2 separate regions of the Muntiacus reevesi genome follow, and region 1 is linked to region 2. The links are chromatin contacts, called in public Hi-C maps. All regions are on one chromosome and are shown on one strand. Each heading gives the region's core, a stretch centred on a gene start, on an enhancer-like site or on the middle of the called end of the contact. The rest is flanking DNA. Distances are from core to core; before and after follow the strand shown.

Region 1 (5,275 bases), core at 511-3,010, 240 kb before region 2:
GCGAGGTTAAGTAACTTGGCTCGGGCCTTTGAGAGAAGCCAGCTTTGCTAACTCGAGTCCCCTCTTAACCATCAACCTTAGGCATTCAGCCAAGCTCCAGGCTGGGTGCGTTCATCTGCTCGCCCTCGCTGCTGCCCCTCAAATCCTTGAGAGGCAGGCACGATGGTCCCCATAAGGTTCCCCTTCTCCAGCCTAGTAAACTGAGGCCTCCAGCGGTTTCGAGGATGAAGCCACCCTCGCAGCTGAGAAGACGAGGCCCAGGGCGGGTGGCGGTGGGCTGGGTGATGCAGACCTGCAGGCGGGTGGCGGTGAGCGGCTCCATGACCCGCCTCAAGTCCATACTGAGCTGCTGGACGCTGCGACCCACGCGGCCCCGAGCGAACACGAACGAGTGCGGCTGCGCGGCATAGGCTTCGAGGTTCCGGAGATGGGCCTGGGCGCGCGCGCGCTTCTGGTGCCGGGACTGCGGGGACGAGAAGCAAGAGGTGAGCCCCGCTACCGCTGGCGGAACCCCGCCCGCGCTGCCCGCTTTCCTGGCCGCTGCGACTCACCCTTCCCGACTGTCCCATGCCGCCGTCCTTTCCACGAGGCCTCGTCTGCCGGCTGCTTCCGGCGCCGCTCCGCTCACTTCCGGCTCCGGCGAGGCGACTATGTGAGGCGCCTCGATGACGTCACCAACAGTGCATGCGCACCAGGTGGCGGGAAAACGTCCTCGGAGGGGTTGCTATGGAAACACCAAGGGCCTGTTTCTACGGAAACCAGGGCGGGGCCATGGTTCGAAATGATCCTCTGGTTCGAATCCCGCCTCGGCCAATTCCACCAGCTATGCGATTTTGAGAGCCAAGTTCTCCACTCTGAGGCTCATAAAATATCCTCAATGATCATCATTTCCTCTCTGACTCGCGAATTAAGAGAGATGATGTGTACACAATACTTGGCACCCTGGCGCCAGGCACTTGGGAGCCTGAGAAGGGGGTAGTGCCTTGGCAATTACTCGACTTGGCCCCCAGCTCCTGAGGATCAGCTGTCCCTCGCAGAGGCCCTGTCTGTGGACTGGCTGGGGGATGGAAACTCCACATCATCTTCTGGAAATTCAGGGCAAGGCGGGCGCTTGGTCAATAATTCCCCCCCTCCCAGTTTCCGCTCAAAGCCCCAGTCTTGGCCTCAGGCCTCTGGCTTCTTCCCCAGAACCTTCGGGTGGGGGAAGAGATTTCCCCCAACTTCTCTCTCCCTGTTCCATCTGTTTCCTTCCCCTGTCTCCCCTCCCCACTTTAGTCCCCTCCCCCATTTGTCTTCTCACCATTTGCTTCCCCTCTCCTGTCTCCCCACTCCAATTTTTTCTCCTCTCCCCACTTCTGTGTCCCCCTCCCCATCTCTGTCTTCTCCCTGTCTGCCTCCCTCTCCCCAGCCTTGCTCCTGCCATCAATTGTCTCCTTCATCATCTATAAGTTTCCGTCTTTCTCCTCTCTCTGCCCCTATTCCCATTTCTCTCTTCTCATCTCTCTCTTCATCGCCCACCTTTCTCCCCGTCTTCCCTACGTCTCTCCTCTGTCTCCTGGACACTCTCTTCCACTAGCCCCTCTCCTTGACTTCTGAGGTTTCTTTCTCTGCGGCCAAAAGGGGGAGCCGGAGGAGACTACCAGTGGGGGGCGGAGGGGCCCCAGCCCAGGCCCAGAGCCCAGCCTGGCAGCATCTCTCATATCTGGGACGACCATTTCCTCCTTCAGCCCGGGAGGCCACTCGGGTTACGAGCTCAGGACAGTAGCAACTGGGAAAGTGTGTCTGCTGGTCGGGGAGGCCGTCTTACAAGGAGACCCTGGTCCGGTGGGGGCTCTACGTGAGTCGCTTTGTACCTCTGAGAGATGAGTGTGTGGTTACTGCTGCCTGTTTTCGTCCTTGCAGGACTTGACCTGTGTGAGGATGTGAGAGTGTGTGGGAGATAAATGGAAACTTGCAGTGGGTGGCAGGCGGGTATCAGGGGCTTGTTTCTGCACTTTCCAGTTGGTTTGTGTCTCTGCCCTTGCCGGTGTGTGACTGAGTGTACTTGGGTGTGCATGTACCTGATGCACAGATATGGACACACTCAGCCCACGGGATATTTTCCTTTGTCGTGATGTATGTGTGTATGTGACCACGCTTTGAAAAGTCACTGCCCAAATCTGTGCTGTTTCCAGCTGTCTTTTTTTCTTTTTTTGCCACACCACAAGGCTTGTGGGATCCTAGTTCCCTGATCAGGGATGGAACCTGGCCCCCGGCAGTGAAAGAACAGAATCCTACCACTGGGCCACTAGGGAATTCCCTCCAGTTGTGTCTTTATAATTGGGTGTGCCAGGCAAATCCATGGACACACACACACACACACACAGATTCCATCGATCTTTGCTGCTTTGTGCAATGGTTTGCATGTCTATTTGGGGTATCTGTATGTCTTTGTGCTGCACTGTTACACAGGAGTATGTGGCTGTCATGGTCATGTGTGTGAGTTCTGAAGCCATGTTACCTGGGCTGAATCCCACTGCTGATCTTTTCTTAGGCTGTGAGCCACAGGCCAGTTGCTCACCCTCTCTGAGGCTCAGTTCTCTGCTGTAAAATGTGGCTCCTTACAGAAACCAGCTCAGGTGGCCAAGATTAAATGAGATACAAAATGTCCCGTTTAGAGTCACCCCAGCCAGGCAGCAGGTGCTGCTAATATTCGCCGTTGTGGTTCTCTGTGATGTGTGTCTGTGTGTCTATGTCTGAGGCTGTGATCTGCCCCAGCCTCCTGGGCCTGCAGCCTCCCACGCTCTGAGCTCTGCTGTTGGGGGAACGTTCAGGGCACTGAACTGTGTTATCAGGCTCTGGTGGCCTGAGCAGGAGGGTCTGGCAATTCCCCCTCTGTCCTCACGTGGGAAATGCTAAATATTTACAGTTGCAGCTCCTCGGCTTAGCATTTCACAGCTCTAGTTTCAGGCTCTGGGTGGCTGGGGGTGGTTACCACGCCTCCTTCCTCCTTGCTCTCCCACTAGCCTCTCCCCTTCTCCAGAGGTCCTGCTGGACACTCGGCTCCTTCTCGGACTTCTTGTGTCTGCTGTGGGCCTTGTGGAACTCAGGGTCTTGGTCGTGAGAGGTGAGAGCGCAGGAGGGTGGGAGGGTAGGTGGAGGCTGAATCTGTCTGTTGGGAAACCTGGGCCTGGGTTTGGCTGGGGGACTCCCCAGGCCTCCCCTTTACCACAGGCTGAGATCCCAAAAGGCAGCAGATGTTACACACACTCTAGTTCCAAGGGGTTTGTGTGTGTGCATGTTCAGTGCTGTCCAACTATTTTGCGACCCCATGGACTGTAGCCCGCCAGGCTCCTCTGTCCGTGGGATTTCCCAGGCAAGAATACTGGCGTGGGTTGCCATTTCCTACCCCAGGGGATCTTGCAGACCTGGGATAGAACCCGCGTCTCCTGCGTTAGCAGTCAGATTCTTTACCTGGGAAAGCCTCCAAGGGGTTTGGTCCATCCCTATTATGTAGGGCCTGATGTCTTCCAGGGTTGGGGGCTAGGAGAGGACCCTGCTCTGCTCTGGAGAGTTAGTGCTTGGTGTTTGAATACCGTTGTGAATATGCCTTTCTGCAGCTCAGAACCCTCCCACTGCTCCCACGGAAGTTGGAGTAAAACTCCAGATCCTCCTCTGGTCCCTGCACACTGTGCCTCCATCACCTCCTTGTCCTCGCTGCCTCCGGCTCTCCCCCTTTCATTCCGTTCCAGCCTCACAGGCCTCCCTGCTATTCCCTGGGCATATCAAGTTAGGTTCCACATTTCTCTCTTCCCTTTATCTCTCTTCCTTCAGGTCTGTACTCAAGTGTCATTTTCTCAGTGAGGTCTGACTCCTCTACTTATTTATTCATTTATTTTTTTTTTTGCCTCGCCACATGCTTGTGGGATCTTAGTTCCCTGACCAGGGAATAGAACCCAGGCCCCTGGCAATGAAAGCGAATTCTGACTCCTTTATTTAAAGTGCCCCTAGCCCAGGTCTCTCACATCCTTCCATATTTTTTCTCCTAAGACTTATCACTCTAAGACCTATCTACTGTGTTTTTTTCCAATCTGCTCTGTGAGGGCAGGGGTTTTGTCTGTGTTGGTCACAGCTGTGTCCCCATCTCCTGGCACACAATAGGTGCTCAAGGAATGTTTGTTGAGTGTGTGAACGAGGTAATGTGTGTGACCACCAGTTATGTGTGGGTTTGGACAAAGTGGATGTTGGTGCCGACAGGGCTGACATGTGGACCATTTTCTGAATGTGGGCAAATGCACATGGGAGGAATGTGTTTCCCCATCTGAGAGGCTGCAAGTGTGTGAACCCCAGGAATGAAGACAGTGGGGGCCTGGGTGTGGATCCTGCAGGGGGGTTAGTGGCCACAAATATACATCCTTGAGCGAAGACACCTATGGGAGTCAGGGAACACCTTGGGGGGAGCACGTGGGTGCTGCAGGGCGTGTGTGGCACCAAACGCTGTTTTAGGAGTGGGGACAGAGCAGTGAACAAAACCCAGACTCAGCCTCTGGGAGCTGATATTTTGGTGGAGGAATTCAGAGCATAAACAGTGGCAAATCAATGAGGCAAATGCAGAATGACAAATGCTAAAATGACAAAGACCATGGGGACTTCGAAGGTGGTGTACTGGCTGACTCTACGCTCTCAATGCAGGGGGCCTGGGTTAAATCCCTGGTCAGGAAACTAGACCCACATGCCGCAACTAAGACCGGTGCAGCCAAATAAATAAATATTTTTAAAAAAAGAAAGAAAAATCCATATAGGGTGTGCCCAGGAGGGGCGATTCTAAATGGGGTAGTCAAGGAGGGCTTCTAAGGAGACAGCTGAGACCTGAATAAGGAGAGGGAGGCATGATAAATTGAGGGAAGAATATTCCAGACTGAGAAAACAGCAAGTGCAAATGCCTTGAGGCTGAAGGATGCCTTGTGTGTTTGAGGAACAGCCAGGAGGCCAGGGTGGCTGGAGCAGAGTGAGTGGAGTGAACAGGAGGAGGTGAGGAAGGGACGGGACTGGACAGAGCTTGTAGAACTTTCTGCACTGCAGGAGGATTCGGGCTTTACCTCTAAGTGAGGGGACATGACCTGACTTGGGTGTTCACAGGCATTCTCTGGCTGCTGTTGGAAAAACAGAGCAGAGCCTGAGGACAGAAGCCTGGAGACCTGGGAGGTAGGGACTCTAAGGAAAGCCAGATGGTGTCTTGAGCTTGGATCATGGGAGAGGGTTAGCATGGTGGTGGCGGCGGGTGAATGTGGAGGAA
Region 2 (5,317 bases), core at 524-3,023:
CAGAGACATATGGCTAGCCCTAGAGCTCAGGTCTTCCACTCAGGCTCCCAGTCTACTGGCTCCCTCCTTGATCCAATCTTGAAGTCTTACTAAGCAGCTGGGTGGGTACTGAGAATACAGTGACAACCAGATACCAATCCTCCCCTCAAGAGAGAACTCTCACTCAAAGACAACAACGAAGCAGCCTCTAAGTTTTTATTAACATGAGTTTCCAAAAACAAGCATCCATATTAGTGTGGGGAGTGAGGGTGGAAGCGGGGGAAGGGCAGGAAGAAGGAATTCTGCTCTACTGGTAATAAAGCTCCAGGTTCATCCCATCGTGAATTTCATCTGAAGTGAAGGTGTTAAGGAATCCTTACGGTGGGCTCCATCCCCATCCCCATCTCTCACAACTGCCACATTTGGGACTGGATCATTTTGATTTGGAAAGAATCCAAACTTTTTACAAAGTTCGTGTTCCTTCTGCACAACAGACATCCTGGAATCTTGCTCCACCCTGATCTCCTGTCTCCACTCAGGTGGGGCTTAGTAATAAATATTTTGACCAGAAAGTGTCAAAGTCTTAGCAGTGAAGTCAAAATATTTCACCAACCACCCTCCTCCCCCAACAAAATAATTAGATGGTTCCCACTCTCTAAATACTTACTATGTGCCACATTATGAGTTAAATAGCTTATGTGTATAGTGCATAATCTCATACAGACCCGAGTATTGAACATAGAGAACCCAGTCTGGGTATGTAGATCCTTCCTCAAGAAGTCAAAAAAGGATACAGTCCCCCAGAGACACGTGGTCCTTAAAAATCGTGTACCTGTGGGATAAAAACTTTTTAGAAAAATGTCTAAGGAGACTCTTCACCCCGGAGACCAGCTGAAAAAGTTCTGCCTAAACAAATGGCTGGCTGCGGCCCTCCCCCAACCAAACCCTTCTGGCCGGCTCCTATTCAACCCCTAGCTCTACCCATGTACTCACCACTTCTTCAGTACGATCTTGTTCCAACGGGTGCCAGTTTGGGCTGCGATCAGCTTCTTAAGGTCCCCGATGGTGTCATCCGTACTGGACGCAGAGGAGTTAAGGAAAATGGAAAGGGGACTCTCCCATCCCCGCCCCAACCCCCGGGTTTAACTACAATCACCCTAAAACAAAGACTGAGTTGCCTGCCTCATGCCAAGCATCCCTCGGAAGCCACAGCCTCTTGGTCGCCAGTGGATACTTGCACTTAACGCGCACCTTCTTCCCCAGACGGTCGTTGCAAACAACCTCGATCATCCTGGCTGGAGCAGCACAAGGCGGGGACCGGGAGGCAACTGAATCGGGACTTCAGGGATCCCCTAGGCCCCAAGACACCCGGTTATTGAGACTTAACGTTCACGTCCCCATCACTCCCCGTCCCCATCACTCCCCCAGATCGGAGTCTCCCCAGGCCCCAAGTTCCGTGTCCCAGGACTTCGGACCCCAGGGTTACCGCCGACGCCGGGCAGCCGTGCTCCTCCCCTCCAGTAACCCGCCCAGGCCCCGACCCACTTCAGGTAGCCTGAAGACAGAGCCGAGCCTCTTGCAGGCCGGCGGATTCTCGAAGGCCGGGTCCCATCCCCTTTCCCCAACTCCGGACTCCTCTACCTGGCCCCCTCACCTCAAATAGCCTGGAAGAAGCAGACGCCACAACCTCCTCGCACTGCTGCTGAGACCAGGCCAGAGTCGCCGCTAAGAATCTACGCTAAAACAGGAAGCGGAAGTGCGCAGCCGGAAGCTCCGCCCCCCAGTGACTGTCAACACACAGCGGAGTGCTCATCCCAGGGTACGACATGGGCTTGCAATTCCCAGGAGCGGTTTTGGAGTCCCAAGCCTGAGCAGAGGGACGCCTGTGAACGAAGCGTTGGGCCAAGTGAGGGTCCAGGCTAGGGAGAGGAGTGGAGTGTCAGAGGTCTTGGACCGGCGCCCAACCTTTTGGAGAGCCTTGGTTGAAGGCCCTTCGTTGTGCCGAGACACCGTCTAGTGTAGCATCTGGTGGGGACGCCCAGGCACATCCCTGGGGAACAGGGTTGACCTTCTGTTCCGGAGACCAACGAAGCCTCTAACAGCAACTTCAGGGCTACGGGGAGCCTGGATCAAGTCCTGCAGTTGTATTATCCGACCCCCCCCCCCCTCCCCCGCCGCCTTCATTCAGGGCTGGACCCCGGAAGCGTTTTGCTCATCCCTCCCCTCTGGTTATCTCGCCTGCCCCCAGGGACATCTGAGGTGCTGACCACAATCAGTAAGTAAGGAGTCTTCTGATTCTGGCCTGGGTACCAGCACTTTCCAGCACTCCAGAATGGAGTTCAGCACTTAGAATGCAGCACTGATGAGGAAGCTGGAAAACAGCACACGTGCAACAGCTCCCAGGTCTGTGTCTTCAAGGAAGGTCGCTCCTGCCCTGCAGAGGGCACTGTGTATCAAATCCCAAGCTTGCTTTTCAGCCCCAGAGCAGCCCCTGGACTGATTTGGTTCCCCAGGGCTGGTGGGACAGGGAACACCCCTTCCTAAGTACAACCTGCCTGTAGAACTCACTATTGGACTGTTTCTTCTCAGCAGACAGGATTCTCCTAGTTTGACGAGCCTAAAAGGATTCACTCTGAAAAGGGGCCAGCAACCTCTGATTCACCCAATCCACCTTCTCAAAATAGGATGTGAGATTAGGCAGAAGACGTGAGATACCTTCCTGGCGAAAGGATGGATGCTCTGCGAACTTGTCGGGGCTGCCCTGACTTAAGGAACTGGCTCAAGAAGTGCCACCTCAAACACTAGCCTCAGGGGCCTTCCTGCCTCAGGACTTTTCCTTTTTTTCTGCCTCAGGGCAGAAATCTGTTATTTCTCCAGCCTCTGCAGAATTCCACTGAGTGAGCTTCAGAGGGCAGGGAATCTTATGGAAAGTTTATTCAGATTGCAGACACAGATCCAGATGATGAATCAAAACCTCAGTCTCATTCCTTAATATTAAGCTGCATGGTCTCAACGGGCTTCCCAGATGGCATTAGTGGTAAAGAATACACCTGCCTGGGTTGGGAAGATCCCCTGGAGAAGGAAATAGCAACCCACTCCAGTATTCTTGCTTGGAGAACCCCATGGACAGAGGAACCTGCTGGGCTACAGTCCATGGAGTTGCAAAGAGTCAGACACGACTGAAGTGACTTAGCATGCACACATGCACACACATGATCCCAATACTTCCCCTCTGATTCTTCTTTTCCTTATCCAGAAGAATAGGTGGGGCAAGAAGGGAGATGGAAGGTAAGGGGTAAGCTTGAAGGGACTGATGTGCCTGGGGAAGTTTAGAAAGAGCACAGCTTTGCATTCACATAGAAAAACTAGGTCACATCAGGTGTTGATGGTGTTGACCACTAGACAGCAGAATCGCTGAGTCCATATTCCTCTTTTTGGTGCTTTTGGTGTTTTCCCAGTTATCGACAATGAACATATGTTACCCTTGTAATGAGGGGGAAAATAAATTTTTAAAAGATATTTATTGATTGCTTTGGCTGCATGGGGTCCTAATTGCCATATGTGAGATCTTTGTTCCCCGACCAGGGATTGAACCCTGGTCCCCTGCATTGCAAGGCAGATTCTTAACCACTAGACCTCCAGGGAAGTCCCAGAAGAAATTTTGTTTTTTTTTTTGCCATACCACACAGCATATTTGATCTTAGCATCCTGACCAGGGATTGAACCCATGCCCGATGCAGTGGAAGTATGAAGTCTTAACTATTGGACCACCAGGGAAGTAAGTGTTATTAAAAAAAAAAAGAAAGTTCTCACTCATTTTTTATGTTTGATTCAAAGGTAGCTAGGCAATTCCCTGGTGGTCCAGTGGTTAGGATTCTACTCTCTCACTGCCTAAGGCCTGGGTTCTGTCCTTGGCTGCAGAACTAAGATCCTGAAAGCCATGCAACACAGAAAAAAAAAAAAAAGAAAGAAAGAACTCCCTCTCCTCAAAAGAAACCCCACAAATTAAAAAGAAAAAATTGTTTAATTATAAAAAAGATAACTAAAACACAAGATTGTGTTGCTGAGCTAATTGGCTGGGGGAGATTGAAAAGGGGTGAAGAGTGCTGCTGCAAGGGGAGGGAAATAAAGCCTGGGATTGTTGGGAACTTGGGGATCTACTGGAGGCCTGCCAGTCCCAACTGGGCTAAGGCATCCTGAGGAAGTGGAGGGAATAGGCCATGGGAAGTCCCAGGACTAGGCTGCCACTGCTGCAAGGACTCTCTCCTCCAGAGCTGGGTAGGAGGGGGAAAGGCCTCAGGAGACAGGACAATTCACATTAGAGCTGCTGCTGCTTCTGCTAAGTTGCTTCAGTTGTGTTCGACTCTGTGCGACCCCATAGATGGCAGCCCACCAGACTCCCCCATCCCTGGAATTCTCCAGGCAAGAACACTGGAGTGGGTTGCCATTTCCTCCTCCAATGCATTAAAGTGAAAAGTGAAAGTGAAGTCACTCAGTCGAGTCCAACTCTTAGTGACCCCATGGACTGCAGCCTACCAGGCTCCTCCGTCCATTGGATTTTCCAGGGAAGAATAACTGGAATGGGTTGCCATTTCCTTCTCCAGACTCACATTAGAGGCTTCTCTCTATTTCCTGATAAATGTCATTCAGAACGTCTCATGAAGAGACTCAGTACCTGCCCACGGGGGGTCAGGACAGCCCCACGCTCCCATCTGGGCCTCAAAAGGATCTGCTGTCATCTGCTACTGGGAGGAGCTAGGCGCTTCCTAGGAAGGAGAGTTCTGAGTCACAACTGAAGGCTCAAGCTGGGCAGGGCCCCTCTGCCCTTTATTACCTAAATTTCTGACCCAGAGGAGAGAGCTTCTTTTTTTTTTTTTTTTTTTGAGGAAAGAGCTTCTATGTGGGGGTGCCCATCCTTCCACTCCTGTTTGCTTGATGGGGAGGAGATGGTTCCTAGGAAACCTGTGTAACTGACAGAGGCAATGCCCCTTCATGATGCCATGGGCTTTCTAGAGAGAATCACAGCCAGGGAGCACTGAGATAGAGGCCCACACTCTGGCATCAGAAAAATCTGGGCTTGAGGCCCTAGCAAGCAACATGACATTAGCAGGATCCCTGGTGGGGGAATTAGGATCCCACATGCACTGTACAGCTGGCCAAAAGAAAATTTAAAAAAGCAAACTCTTAGATGTAGGTGTTAAATTTCTGCAACTATCTATCAACTATATCTGAATAAAGCTTAAAAAACCTATATTGCTTTCACTTATCCATAAATAAATACATAAAAAGTAAAACACTGTGGTAGTCACCTGTTAAGATGAGGAAACCAGAAACCCCT

Evidence for each region. Hi-C and Micro-C count contacts between places; a contact is called where the count stands out from the background.
Region 1: a contact with region 2 is called in a Hi-C map of blood, with 2.9 times the contacts expected there. The contact joins the promoter of ANGPTL6 here to the promoter of UBL5 in region 2. A contact is called at or near these places in 2 of 3 Hi-C or Micro-C datasets (blood and muscle).

The regions. Positions count from the first base shown.
Region 1 is chr1:193,607,152-193,612,426 of mMunRee1.1, reverse strand. It overlaps ANGPTL6 (angiopoietin like 6), which reads left to right and starts at 1,760. Exons shown (of 6, transcript XM_065932579.1): 1 at 1,760-1,837. PPAN (peter pan homolog) reads right to left here and starts at 646. Exons shown (of 12, transcript XM_065932604.1): 1 at 552-646; 2 at 293-463. The coding sequence starts at 569.
Region 2 is chr1:193,367,837-193,373,153 of mMunRee1.1, reverse strand. It overlaps UBL5 (ubiquitin like 5), which reads right to left and starts at 1,773. Exons shown (of 5, transcript XM_065932521.1): 1 at 1,634-1,773; 2 at 1,214-1,331; 3 at 973-1,056; 4 at 774-811; 5 at 182-330. The coding sequence starts at 1,269. The coding sequence ends at 287.